2 separate regions of the Gasterosteus aculeatus genome follow, and region 1 is linked to region 2. The links are chromatin contacts, called in public Hi-C maps. All regions are on one chromosome and are shown on one strand. Each heading gives the region's core, a stretch centred on a gene start, on an enhancer-like site or on the middle of the called end of the contact. The rest is flanking DNA. Distances are from core to core; before and after follow the strand shown.

Region 1 (2,700 bases), core at 179-2,678, 37 kb before region 2:
GGTGTGTAAATAGGGCTGTCTACGAATATTACTACATTCAGATATGTATTCAAATAGTCGTGAAAAACAATAGCACCTGACTACTGACTGTTTATTGCATGAAGTAAATACATCGGCTACAACAGCTTCATGGTTTGATTATTTGCCGTTTCATGCAAAGGAAAAGTTCCGTCTTTACAGCACAGCTCGCTCGGAGCGTTCAATGTCGGTACTGTAAAACTTTCAGTTTCAATCACTGAATGCAGCCTGATGTATGTGGGACAAGAATCACGACCTTACATTGCTTGCACAAAACTCTCGATCAGCACTCAGCATTTGTTTATTGTTCATTTTAAACCGCTTTGCGCCGAGAGCGACGGTGCGAGAGAGAGAGAGAGAGAGAGAGAGAGCGAGCATGGGTGTGTCGTTAGTTCATTTACTTATTTTTGTGCAGGTAATATGTTCTTAAACATGTTTAAACTTAAATAAATTACCAATACAAGTAGTTACGTCTCGTTGTATACATTTGTCCTGTTATTGACGTGCCTAATGCGCAACCAGATATTCAAATATATTATTTTTTAAGCGAATATTTGAACGTCCCTTCGAGCAATTTTGACAGCCCTGGTGTGTAACTGTTTCGGGAGCTGAACAAGCATTGCCTCCTCAGAGGGGAACTCGACCGTGCAGTAATCTAGCCTGGAGCGAGTGGAAGCACGAAAAGGCCTTTTCTTAAATGGCAGAAGTGAGAAAGGAACTTCTCTTACAGTTTATCCAAGAGATTTAGTAGAAGGGCGAAATGACGAAGACACTGGAAGGCCAAGACAAAAGGAGCTTTCTGGGAGAGGGTTTTAAAGCTTCAGCCGAGCAGCTTAAGAGATACAAAAAAAACAATATCTTCCACCTCAAAGTCTTTTAAAAATACTTTTAAAGAGCCTAAATACAATATGTCCAAACTAAGTTTCAATGACTGCGTTTACAAGAAGTGTCATACTATATACTACAAAATCAAAACTCTGGTTATGGACAGGTACGTCTTCTGGTGAGGCAGTTGATGCTTTGGCTAGAAAACAAATGCAGAACAGTACTTCAGCATAAGTAAGTCTGCACACTGACCTTAATGCAACGATCAAAAACCAGATATGGATGCAGAACAGATACCACGGTCCTGAGAGAAGCCTGACTGAGACGGCTAAGCTACTTCTAGAAGTTGCATGGAGATTGATTTCTCCATTGAACGGTTTATTGAAAAGGGTATTTGGTGATCAGCCTTTTAATTATTCGTCCCAGCAATAACCACATAGTGGTCCGATAAATGGCTTGAACCAGGAGAAGAGGAAGCTTTGATAGGCAGATGTTTTCATTTTCTACCCCTTTCTAGGCACAATAGATAACAGCGTGAATGCAAACATTGCTATCAGTGAAGTGGAGATAGCCAGTCAAACATCAAGGGCTCCTTTGGGATCCCGCCAGCAGTTTCATAAGCAAATATTTGACATCAGGCAATTGGACTGTTTAAAAGGTACGAGCTAAAAAGGCTCAAGAGATCGGGTCACTTCACTGCACAGATTCTCTATTCTTGTTGGAATAAAACCTTTTAAAATCCCAGCTAATGAAAGGTGATTCGCTTTCTTTATTGCACTCAGTGAAGAAACAGATCTTCCAATAAGTTAATGATTTACTGCTTGACATACCTGCATATTGTAATATTCACACACACACACACACACACACACACACTCTGACCCGCAGGCTGAGTACGGAGGTGGGGAAACATCATGCATTAATTACGGCTGGACAACGTTTCCTGTTACAGTTTCACACTCTCTACCAGCCTCGGGTGGCTCTCTGGCATCGCTGGGCACGACCGGCGTGAGCAGATGAGGCATGAGGGATTTAGTGAGAGAGAGTGTTCTTTCATGCCACCTTGGTCTTTGCGTGTGGATGTTTTTGAGATTAGTCGGCCTCCAGCTGGAGAGCGTGTTGTTGCACCTGTGCGGTGTAAAAATATGGAAGAGAAAGAGTGCACAGCAGGGAGGGACCCTGACGGTCTAGCCGCCTCGCGCACGTCGCCTCGGACAGATGGACCTACCACGGTGAGGCTTTGCTTTTGCAGCTGAGGCCGGGGTCGGAGTTTTCCGTGGCCGTGACGGCGACTCGGCGGTCATGCGATTGCCGGACTTTCACGAGCCATTGAGCGCGGTTAGATTACCGCGGCATTGTTGCCCGAGTCTCTATTCTTAGCGCCGAGTCGCTGTCAGCACAGTGTCAAAGGCCGTGGGTAGATTACGCAGGCATGCTGATGCCGATTAAACGAACACTCACCGTAATACCCGCCGCATAAAGCGCCGTCATCAGTGAAAGGGGGCAAGAAACATGGAGCAGTGAAAGACCTGTAGTATGTAAGTAAGTATAACAACCGTCATGTAAATAAAGTCAAATAAAGGATAAAGGAGAGGCCAAGTCTACGGAATCTTTCCCCAAAAGATGGATCATTTACCAACTGAGCTGTGCTAAACTAAAGTGTAATGAACACAGAATCAGCCCGTGGCGGATGAGCGTATTTAGAAACCATGCGGAGAAAATGCTGGAGGGAGGAGCAGGGGGGAAATAGAGATCACTCCCCAGTGGAAAAGGAAAAGTAGTCACTAAGGCAACCAAGGCGTCGTTTAATTCAAACTTCTATTTACCGACAAGAGACGTTTGGAAAGAGAAAGAAAG
Region 2 (2,700 bases), core at 71-2,570:
GATAGTCAGAACATGGGATGGATGCTCACATTTAGTGGGGGGTTTCATGGGTGCATTGTTCATAATTGGGCTTCTCAGGCAGAACGGTATCAGGTAGTTTACAATTTAGTCTCCACATATGGATCATTTCTCTTCAGTCTACTTGCAAAGACAACTCAAGTTTTGAAAGTGGAAAAGCGCTGGCGACCGAGTGTCGAAAAATAGCGCGCTATTAACCTCCCTATCTAAATTCATGCAGCTCTATAATTAGTGTAGTTGTTAGAGAATGAATATGCTGCAGATGTGGGTCACATCACAGTATTCATTACCCAGAGATAATCAGTGCAACGACACACAAAGTCCACAGTGCTGCTGAGGGTCGACAACGGGGAAGACAACTCATGCCATCGGTGGTGAGCGGACAATACTGTGCTTTTATTAACGGTGATCAGCTCAGAGAGGAATGAAATGTGCGGATTCAACCGTGTTTCAAGCAGGAGCCCGAGAGAGCAACAGCACACTTGTTTTCCTGCACTTGGAGCACATGTGAGGCTCCAGCAGAGGGCGCTACAAGCACAGACACCATGACAATGGCAATTTGAGCCATTAGACGACTGTGCACCGTGACTGCATGAATGGACAACTTCTCCTTGACAGACCGTGTTCACAATGAAATCAGGACACGGTTTGGGGATCCAGGATGTGAGATCTGATGACGAGATCATTTTTGAAGAAAAAGGAAATATTATCCTAGCCTCACAAACTCAGGTTATAAAAACGATGACACAAACACAGCTGAAGGCTGGAAACTCAAGGTCCAAAAGGACATTTCTGGTGCACTAATCTTAGCTGACAATGTACGATGTGTGACTTCTGATTCCTCTCGTCCCATCAGCGCCGCAGATAACGAATCAACACCAGGGGGTGCAACTATATAAGTGGATTCACTTATCAGGGACTTGTGTGGCAATCTCCGATCTCAAAAGTATTTCGATTACAGATGGAGGCCGAGAGTAAAATACCATTTGTTATTAATTAGACCGAGAAACTCGCTCAGAGCGAAACACGTCTTATCAGCGCGACGCCACATTGCATCACTCTTGTGTTGGGGGATAATTAGAGAGCAAGTGTCTGCGTTAATCCACAATTGTGACACATCGCGCTATTCGATGCCTCGCAACAAGATGTGCCCTAAATAGGCCCAACAAATTGTGTGAGTAACACATTATCTCAAAGACTCTGAGTCACTTGCTTGACGGTCCGAGCTGTTACCAAGCGACGTCCACGTGCACGTGACCGACAGGTGCGTCTGTGTGTCCGTGGGCGCGGCCAGCGACGAGGGCTTTGTGACAGCGCCATCACACATGGCTAATCATGTGGAACAATGTGCACAGAAGCGTGGGACAGAGAAGGGGACGAATTGGGGATCTGGCCTCAAAAGACGAGACCCCCGCCTCATGTGGATGCTGCGTTTTGAAGGGATGCAAATGAAGCAGGCGAATCCTCGACAAGGTCAAAGAAGGCGCCGGCGAGGGCGCCGTCGCGCTTTTGTGTGCGTCCTTGACGTAGAGACAAAGTCGCACGCTGTCCCTTCAGCCGAGGGGGGGGGGAGGGTTGACGCCGACGATCCATCTTGGCAGTTTAATACATGGTCAACATCAACTTTTCAGAGGGGAGGAGGTGAATGTCAATGAGTGGCTAAAGGGTCAAAGGATATGGCTGACCTCGCTGCAGCCGGCTCAAGTGTCGCGTTGAAGGGATGTTGATGGAGAGACACCAAGGAAGCAGCGTAAGTCGCATCCTCAGCCGCTGTAAGACCGCTGGGCGTGATGGTGCTTAGTTATACTGCTGTACGGAAAAATGGACGTCCATCAACGGCCCATACGAGCAGAACTGCATGGTGCCACATTCATTCCAATGGAAGCGCTCCCCGGGTGCATTTACACAAAAACATCAGGCAATGAATTTATTGTTTTACTGACTAACAGAACTTTTACAGCATCTTTGCGCAGGTGCAGAATTGATTTGAACCAAATGCCCAAACAGAAGCATTATGGACAAGACATTTCTAGAGTTTTTTCATTCAATTCCATTCAAATGTTGATATTTTCGTGGAAAGAATGGAAAAGTCAGTGGACACCCAAATTAAATTGAGTTCATCCCCAAGGGGACATGAATGACATTTGTTTCATGGTAATCCATCCAATAGTTGGCCACGTCCTTCACAACTGTGCGTCAGCCGCTCGGTGCTGCAGTTGTTTGAGATGATTTAGATATTCTCAGGATGAAGTGAAACATTTGACCCGAGGTGACACTACCAGAACAGATCAGGTGGCCACAGAAGATACTCCAGAATTTGTCCTCTGAGGATTTTTAAAGTCTTTACGAAATATCTTGGCCATCTATCCAGTAATTGTTAAAGTATTTAAGGTATTTTAAGGTATTTAAGGTATTATTAAGAAGCAGGTATTACTTTTTTATGTACACACACTCCCCATCAATGTGATGCACAACAAGATCGGCTCACACAAAGGTTTTCCAAAAATCTGAATTACATGATTGTCACTCAGGTGAGTGTTGAAAATGTCGTGTTGTTCTTGTTCAGAGTCCGAACTCCAAATCACGATGCAGCAAGACCAGTTAAGTTGTCATTGGATATTTTATTTGCAAATGAAAGAGTAATAACTCAGAAGTCGTAAAAATATACATTTTTTTACTTGT

Evidence for each region. A called contact is a pair of places that touch in the nucleus more often than the background predicts.
Region 1: a Hi-C map of skeletal muscle shows a contact between it and region 2, with 2.1 times the contacts expected there. The contact joins two enhancer-like sites. A contact is called at or near these places in 4 of 6 Hi-C or Micro-C datasets (liver, skeletal muscle and whole body).

The regions. Positions count from the first base shown.
Region 1 is chr1:4,782,434-4,785,133 of fGasAcu3.hap1.1, reverse strand. The region is part of intron 1 of gramd1bb (GRAM domain containing 1Bb); the gene reads right to left. Among protein-coding and RNA genes, the nearest start is that of gramd1bb, 4.8 kb to the right of the region's middle. Within about 2 kb of position 1,428, at least 3 of the 9 cell types and tissues checked have open chromatin away from gene starts, as enhancers often do.
Region 2 is chr1:4,745,726-4,748,425 of fGasAcu3.hap1.1, reverse strand. clmpb (CXADR like membrane protein b) reads right to left here. Exons shown (of 7, transcript XM_040179306.2): 7 at 2,620-2,700. Among protein-coding and RNA genes, the nearest start is that of LOC144411482, 25 kb to the left of the region's middle. Within about 2 kb of position 1,320, at least 1 of the 9 cell types and tissues checked has open chromatin away from gene starts, as enhancers often do.